2 separate regions of the Sus scrofa genome follow, and region 2 is linked to region 1. The links are chromatin contacts, called in public Hi-C maps. All regions are on one chromosome and are shown on one strand. Each heading gives the region's core, a stretch centred on a gene start, on an enhancer-like site or on the middle of the called end of the contact. The rest is flanking DNA. Distances are from core to core; before and after follow the strand shown. Region 1 holds the start of MANBA (beta-mannosidase). Region 2 has its middle 19 kb from the start of CISD2.

Evidence for each region. A called contact is a pair of places that touch in the nucleus more often than the background predicts.
Region 2: a Hi-C map of retroperitoneal adipose tissue shows a contact between it and region 1, with 2.3 times the contacts expected there. The contact joins the enhancer-like site here to the promoter of MANBA in region 1. A contact is called at or near these places in 3 of 5 promoter capture datasets (fetal liver and liver), 10 of 47 Hi-C or Micro-C datasets (alveolar macrophages, blood, embryonic fibroblasts and 6 more) and 1 of 2 datasets of contacts at active chromatin or transcription factors (alveolar macrophages).

Annotation. Positions count from the first base shown.
Region 1 is chr8:118,249,222-118,253,660 of Sscrofa11.1, forward strand. MANBA (beta-mannosidase) reads left to right here and starts at 1,901. Exons shown (of 18, transcript XM_003129294.6): 1 at 1,901-2,199. The coding sequence starts at 2,023.
Region 2 is chr8:118,143,675-118,148,043 of Sscrofa11.1, forward strand. No RefSeq gene overlaps it. Among named protein-coding and RNA genes, the nearest start is that of CISD2, 19 kb to the right of the region's middle. Within about 2 kb of position 1,492, at least 7 of the 83 cell types and tissues checked have an H3K27ac peak or open chromatin away from gene starts, as enhancers often do. A contact at or near this core is called in alveolar macrophages, omental adipose tissue and retroperitoneal adipose tissue, where this site is marked.

The sequences.
Region 1 (4,439 bases), core at 651-3,150:
CTCCATATGCCATGGGTGCGGCCCTTAAATAAATAAATAAATGCATAAATAAATGCTTATAGAGTGAGGAAGCCTCTGAGATAGCCAGAGTCTTTCCCCCTTAATATCAGTGGGCTCTGCTGCAAGGAGACTAAGAGCCAGGCAAGGAGAGTTTGGGTACTGTCTGCTACTGTATGACAGTCAAGTCACCTGACCCCTCAGGTGTAAAGCCGGAGGCTTGGGCTGGATAATCTAAATTTAGAACCAACATGCTAGGCTTGTGAAAAATGCTGACTCCGTGAAGGTAAAATATTGTCCTGTGTCTACAGATTCAGGCAATTTCAGGCATTTACAAGGCAAAGCAAGGCTTGGATTTGTTGAGATGAGAGCTACTCCACAGATTTCCATTCAAACATGGAAATAAGGCAAATAACATCAACAAAGAAATAGGTCTATTTTATGCAGTATGAAATTCCCTCTTAACTTCCCAAATCACAGTTACATCTTAAGGCAAAAATGGCACTCAAGTGCCACTAGGAGACTTGAAAAAAATGTGTGGTGTTTCTTGGGTACCTTGGCATTATTAGGAAACACCCAAGTGTGTTAATTAATTTTATGCTTATAACAAAAAGAAAAAAGAGTACTGTCTCTATTTTTGAGTTCAGGGAATGGAGGTGTAAGAGATTTTGTGGCTTGCCTAAGTCCCACAGTTAGTGATTGGCAGAGGATTTTTTTTTCTTCCACCTATTTTTGGCTGGCCTGGGGCATATGGAGTTCCCCGGCCAGGTATCAGATCCCAGCCGTAGTTTCAACCTAAGCCACAGCTGTGGCAACACCGTCTCCTGTGCCTGCTTGGCCAGAAATGGAACCTGCGACCCAGCGCTCCCAGGAGGCCAAGGATCCCATATCGCCAGAGTGGGATTTTAAATTTGCCTGTGCATTAAGTACAGGTTTCTGGAACCTCAGGAACCTCTTCTATGGAGCTTTATAAATCAGGAGGTTGTAGTCCACTAACATGAGGCAAGCATGCTGTGCTTTCTCTGGGCTGGGCCCTATGTTGCATGCTATACATGAATTTTCTCAGCCTTCACCAAAACCGTGCAAATTAGGTACTTTTAATAATTGCTTACTTTTTTTTCCTGCTACACCTTTGGCATGTAGAAGCTAGTTCCCGGGCCAGGGATCAAACCTGTAACATCAGGTCGCAAGAATGACAACATTGGACCCTTAACCACTAGGCCACCAGGGAACTCCAGTAATTGTTTACACTTTGTTTTTGTTTGGCCAAGCCTGCGGCATGTGTATGCTCCCGGGCCAGGGATCGAACCCAGGCCACAGCAGTGACCCAAGCAGCGGCCCAAGCTGCTGCAATGACAATGCCGGATCCTTTACCGCTGCGCCACAAGAGAACTCTAGTCGTTTACTCTTTGAAGGACAGCCTCTGCTCTGAGACCAACCCGTGGAGCTGAAGGATTTGATTTGGGCGTTACCTTTGCCAGGCAGATCCCTGCAGCACAGATGGGAGTCTGGGGAAATTTGAGAGAAAAGTGGTGGAGTGTCTTGGTTTTGGGTCCTCTGAAGCAGTGAGGAGCCTCTCTACCTGTAGTCTCTGCACACCACTGTCTCTGAGCTCCCCAAAGCTGTGTGCCACTTTGCGCCCTGAGATTTGTGTGTCTCAATTACCGTGTACGGTTCTCGCTTCCCATTCAGACCCCAGAGCAGGTGGAATCAGTGTTGAGGGCGCAGACTGCAGCGGTCCGAGTCCGGAGCTGCGCACGATGGCAGCGGCTCTGGCCCCCGCGATGCTCGGCCTCGCCAGTCTGCGCGATTTCCGCATCCTCCACTAGCCAGAGGATCCAGGGGAGCAGCTTCGGTCCCCACAGCTCAGCTGACCTGGAGGCGGGGCCGAGAGCCGGGGGCGTGGCCGGGGCCGAGGGCGGGGAGACCTCGAAGCTGGGCCCTTCTGAAGGCACCGTGGCTTCCGCAGCCCTCGACCGCGCGGGGGTTCTTGCCCTGCGGGTGTCTGCGGTGCCAGCCACTGGCATGTGCCTCCGCCTGCTCCTGCTGCTGGCACTGTGCAGTGCGGGCCCCGCTGCCGCAGCGCTCACCCTCAGTTTGCGGGGAAGCTGGAGGATCCGCAGCGGGAACGGCTCCCTGGAGCTGCCCGGGAAGGTTCCCGGTTGCGTGCATAGCGCCCTGTTTCAGCGGAGGCTCATCCAGGTACTATCTGCGTCGCCTGGTTGGGAGCCTGCGCTCGCGTCCCCCTTAGTGCTGAGAAGGGCCCAGAAATGGCCTGGCAGTCCTGAGTACGGGACTCTTCTCCTCGGTTTGGCACTAACTTCCCGTTTGCATCGTGTGGTTTGCAGGGGGAAACGCCGAAGAGGCAAGTGTATCTACAGTTGAAGAGCACAGCTGGGGTCCGGGCTGATTAGAAACTAACCTGTCTGTACAGCAGTAACTCAGGAAAGCGGAGGTTTAGCCCGGGTAAACAGCTCTAACCAGGGTGTTATTGCCATAGTTATCTGCTGAAGGGCGGATAGAAAGGCTATACCGACAAAGCCTAAGGCGGGGGATTATTGTTTCAACTACCTGAACACTGCAGGGGACTATATTCAGCAACGTCTCAGTTTTTCACTTTTGCTGTTAGACGCCAGGGAGACAGATTTGGAATTGACGCAGTGGCACGTAGGTTGAGGAAAAATGAGACCTACAAGTGTAAGGTTAGGGTCGTCAGTGCTAAAGTAAAGGCTAAGTAATTTATTTATTTAGCTTGTTAGGGCCTCACCCGCGGCACGTGGAGGTTCCCAGGCCAGGGGTCCAATCGGAGCCACAACTGCAGGCCTACACCACAGCCACAGCGACGCAGGATCCGAGCAGCGTCTGCGACCCACACCACATCTAACAGCAAGGCCAGGGATCGAACCCGCAACCTCATGGTTCCTAGTCGGATTCGTTTCCGCTGCACCCCAACGGGAACTCCCAAGGCTAAGTAATTTTTAAGGCTGGTTGAGATGTGGAGAAAGATGCTGTTTCCTCTCAGGGCATGTGGTATGATGTGTGTGTCCCAACATTCTTCAGTTTATGTTCTTCTTGTTGAGGTTGTTTTCCTGTTTGGCTGCCTGTGGGCAGAGGTTTGCAAACAGACTGCCACCTTCCACTGTTTTTTGGTTCCAGATGTTGCACTTTTTTTTTTTTAAATCTGTTGCGCATCTGTTACGGCTTTGCCTGGACAAAGTGTGCTTGATAAGTAATTTTGCATGCATCATCCCAATCCTTATAACAGCTCTGTGGAGTAGGTCTTAGCTGCATTTTATGGATGATGTGGCGTTATGGAGCCCAGAAAAGTTCTAAGTGGCAGAAATGGAATTCTAAGCCAGCCTGGTTTGACTCTGAAACCTTCTGTACTGTACTACACTTAACCTTGGTGGTTTGAATAATCCTGTGTTTTTGAAGCACTGCTGTTGACTGTCAAGAATATAATTCAAGGTTTACTTAAATGACACCATGACAGTCAGTCAGGGTTATACAAAATTTCTGATCTGGTACCATTAGTTTTTTTTTTTTTTTTTCCAGGAATGTATGTCAGAAAGGAAGCAAATGTCAATTACACTGCCCATGGCCCAGTTTTTTTTTTTTGAGTGATTATTAAACTGAAGTACTTGAACTGGTTTTAATTAACAAATTACTGATGACATAGACCTTAGTAAGACTTCACTTACACATACTTTGAAAATGCATGTGTTTATTTTACATGGTCTCTCCTTCCCTCATTTTCCTGAGTGAATTAAAGCAGTGGGAAATCATTAGTGGCTGTAGCAAATCAGATTATTGTCTCATGCTATAGGGCTGCATATCAAGAAACATGGTTGGGGAGATCTCACTGTAGCACAGCAGGTTAAGGATCCCGAATTGTCTCTCTGGTAGTGTGGGTTTGATCCCTGGCTGGGTGCAGGGTGTTAAGGATCTGGCATTGCTGCAGCTGTGGTGTAGGTCTCAGCTGCAGCTGGGATTCCATCTCTGGCCCCAGGTACTTCCTTATGCTGTGAGTATGGCCAAGAAGGAAAGAAAGAAAGATAGAAAGATAGAGAAAGAAAGAAGGAAAGAAAGAAAGAAGGAAAGAAAGAAAGAAAGAAAGAAAGAAAGAAACAAAAGAAAGAAACAAAAGAAATAATGTTTTGATTACTAGTTAATTAGTGAATGAGGTGTTACTAGTATGAAATAACTGACTTTTCCTCATGGGAATAATTTACAATGTCTATTAAATCTGTTACAAAATTCTAGGAACAGTTTCGGTTTCAGTAAGGTAGATAAAAGCCTTAAAAGGTAGTGGGATGAGAGAGAGGAGGCTTTTGAGGACTGGGAAACTCTAGGCCTCTTGACGATAATCATCCATATCGTTATTGAGTAATTTGATGTTATTATTCTACCTGCTTTATTATAACATCTCCTTTTGGTGTTGA
Region 2 (4,369 bases), core at 242-2,741, 110 kb before region 1:
GCTACTGGGAGAATTTTTTCTTATTGCTGTCTTTTCCAGAGCTAAGTAAGCCACCAACCATTTTTGGCCTGCATTCACATCTTGAGATGACCTTTCAGTGGACCTCCTTAACCAACTTGGGAATGCCTACACAATCATAATTGCAAGTTGATGGATAGAAAATATGTAACAGTTGTTGATGATGTGGGGTCCTGGGCCACTTGCTTATACTTGTGCCCTGTAGTCCTTTTCGTGCCCAATCCTTGATGTGCTACTTCCATCTTACGATGGATTGCTACTAGGCCAGCTTGTCTTTATGCCTTAGCAGATCTAAGAGAGCCAAGCTCATGATAGGAAGTTCTAGCCACATGGTCACTTAATGTCCATTGTTAGGTGGATCCAGTAGCATGCATGAACATATTAAAGTATATAATTATTCCATATGATTATATGGTATATAATATCAGCAGACAGCAATGGCCTTGCTAGAGAATGTCATAGGGCTATGTTGTAATTTTCATATTGTGATTTGCCGTAAACTCAACATGGTAATTTTTCTCACTGCCGACATTTCCAATATAGGAGAGTTGCTGGACTGTATGGCCCAAATGATAGGGCTGCTTGTGCTGTAGCCTGAACCTGCTACAGAGTGTTTTCCTGTTTCAAGCTCCTGTAGGAGCTGGCAGCCTCTGTGTCACTCAGTGTATGTGTCAGAACAGTATTCCCAACTATAGAATATGCTGCCTCCAAAACCCATAGAGGCCTGTGAGGCATTGTATTTCCTTCATGGTGGGAATGGGACATGCAATAATTTGCCCTTTATTTTAAACCTATCCCAGACTACTGGACCCCCTAAAATCTTTTTTTTTCTAAATGTAGGCTGTTGTCCTTCCCATGAATGCAAATTTCTTCTGGTAAATTTCCAAGTACTGCTTCAGCTATTACATATCTATTGATCTGTAATCTTTTCATCTTCATCCATTTTTAAATGTTTTAATTTTTATTATATTTACTTCTTGGTTCCATTGATTATTTGGAAGTATGTTTTTAACTTCTAAAATTTAAAGATCTCTTTTGGATAACCTTTTGTTTTTGATTTCTAATAGTAGTGCTTTGTAGTCTATATATCATTTTAAAGGTTTGATACCTTTAGGCCTAAGATTTGGTCAATTTTTATAAATATTTCAAATGTGCTAGAAAAAAATAGGGATTCTTTAATTGTTGATTATAGTTCTATGTAATCTATATAGCCTTACAAATTTTATGTCCATTGAGTCAGTTACTGAAAATGATGTTAAAATCTCACACTGTATTTGTGGATTTGTCATTTACCCTTTGTAATTCTATCAAATTTGGCTTTATTTATTTTGAGGATATATTATGGATTTGCAGTTTTAGAATTGGTATATCTTCCTGGTGAATTTTTACTTTTGTTATTATGCAGTGTGAGGGGAGGGGGGTGAGTTTGAGCATTTTGGGGCTGATTGAAGAAAGATATGGCCATGAGGTGGCAGTAGCACACACAAGCTTTATTTTAGTGTTACTTTGACGGGTTTGTATGTTGGGAAAAGACCTAGCAGCATGAGACGAACCTTAAGCTTGAGCTTAAGGCATGGGGCCACCATCCCAAAAGGGAGGAGGACAAGGGTACTGGGGGAGGGCATCAGATGGGGGTTTTATGTCTAGGGTGCTTATGTATGATGTCATTTAGCAGCATGGCAGGAGTCTCTGGGTTAGAGAATTACAAAGCACAACAGCTGCTTAAAGTCTTTATAGCCCAAGGCTTATTTTATCTGTGGCAAACAGATTTTGGACGGTTTCACAGAGTAGGTAAAGCAGGCAAGCTCTAAATGGCTAAAAATCTGTTTGTGTGGATTATGCTTATTGTTTCTTGTTTTTGTTTGTTTGTTTGGCTGCACCCATAGCATGTGGAAGTTCTTGGGCCAGGGATTGAACCCAAGCTGCAGCTGTGGCAGTGCTGGATCCATAACCCACTGTGCCACAAGGGAACCTCCATTGTTTGGACTATGTTTAAAACAAGTGGATGGGTAAACTTTTGGTTTGGTGCCAGTGGGCTTTTGAGCTAATGGTTCTCAGTCTGCTGTGAAGAAATAAGCAACCCATGAGCCAGTACGCAGAGGCTCATGTATATAACATATAATGACTTTCTTTATCCCCTCTTTTGCTCATCATTGTTTATTATATTTTACTTTTTTATTAGTATTATTGTATAAAGTTTCAGTTTATAGTAGTCAACTGTCTTACTATTTATTTGTAATTCAAACTGCTCTAATAAGAATGTTACTTTATTATTTGCTTCCAGTTAACTATAACTGCTCTGGGTAAGGTCATCAATGACCTTCATGATATCAAATCCAATTAATGTTTTAAACTTTCTTATTGTGTATATACATGTTTAATTTATATAATTTGAAATGGAATATCATACATGGAATGTAGTATTTTTTTGTTTGTTTACTCTTTACTCTGTCTTCTCCCTCCTACCCAAATTCCCATCTTTACTTACCCTCTCCAGACAAATGATGTCACTCTCATTATGATGTATCATCCCATTTTTTCTCAGGTTCATAAAGTCGACATTTATACATACATACGTACATACATATATATATACACAGTGCCCAAAATAAGAATGCATTATATATATATATATATATATATATATGAAAAGAGGGGATTAAACATGCCATACTGCATCTTGCTTTTTTCCCTACTGCATAGAAATGCTGAATCAGGGAGTTACTGTTGTGGCTCAGCAGATTAAGAACCAGACTGTGTCCATGAGGATTCATGTTCCATCCCTGGCCTCGCTTAATGGGTTAAGGACCCAGGTTTGTCTCAATGATGTGATGGTGTAGGTCACAGATGTGGCTCAGATCTGGTGTTGCTGTGGCTGTGGCCAGGCCAGCAGCTGTAGCTCCAATTCAACCCTTAGCCCAGGAACTTCCATATGCTGCAGGTGTGGTCCTAAAAAGAAAAAAAAAAAAAAATACACTGAATCAACCAACAGGGCTCTAATGTGTATTTTCCATTAAGATCAGTGTTGCAATAAAAATGTGTGTGTGTATATATATATATATGTATATTTGTGTACAATTATATCGATTTTTATTTCTGTAGAATTACTGTGATAAAGAATATTTTACTCCAAAAGTTACCAAATTGTTTTAGAAAAAGATTGTAATAGTCTATATTTATTACTACCAACATATGAGACTATTTGGTTCCCTCCTCCAAAATTCCCACCAGTGATAGGTATTGCTCTTCTTAATATGTGGCAATACAATGGGTTATAAAGTGACAGTCTTCTAGAGCTTTGTTTGTATTTCCCTGATTACTAATGAGTTTAAGCATAATTTTATTCATTTTGGATTTACTCTTCTATGGTTATGTCTTTGTATTATTTTCCCCATGTTTTTGTTTGCCTTTTTCTTGCCCATTTGTGATACACAGTGCATAGTTTTATAGATATTAACTCTTGTCTGTAACCCACATGGCAATTTCCTCATTTATTACATATTACATAGAGACTTTATCACTTTTGTTACAAAAAATTATTAATTTTTGCATCATAGGTTTTCAGTGTCTTTAGTCTACTTTCTTTTCCTTTCCCCCTCTCCCAACTCTTTCTAAAATACTTTTTTTAAAATTTTAAAAATAATTTTGTCATATCAAAGCCTTTAGTGAAAATTGGAAATTCAATTGTTTTCTCTTTGAATTAAAACATCACATTCATCCTGTATTAAATTTTCATCTCAATTCTTTATTCTTATTTAATGCAGTTTTTTAATCACACTAATTCACTTAATTCCAATGGCTCTATAGTATGTGCTGATATCTGGTGAGTAAAGTTATCATTTATGCTTGTTTTTGTATAATTTTCTGACTTTTCTAAATAAATCTTAAGATAATCCAATTTTATTCTAATGTATTTTATTGAATTTATTAACTTTAAGAGATTTATTTATTTATTTTAATTTTTATTTATTTATTTATTTTGTCTTTTTGCCATTTCTTGGGCCGCTCTTGCAGCATATGGAGGTTCCCAGGCCAGGGGTCTAATCGGAGCGGTAGCCGCCAGCCTACGCCAGAGCCACAGCAACGTGGGATCCGGGCTGCATCTGCAACCTGCACCACAGCTCACGGCAACACCAAATCCTTAACCCACTGAGCAAGGCCAGGGATCGAACCCGAAACCTCATGGTTCCTAGTCGGATTCATTAACCACTGAGCCACGACGGGAACTCCAGGAGATTTATTTTTTATAATAGTGTTTTCATATATTTAAATCTTGTTCAATTCCTTTTAGTAACAGTAGGTTTTAAAAATAGGTCTTATATCTTTCTTGATAAATTTATTTTACCTTTTT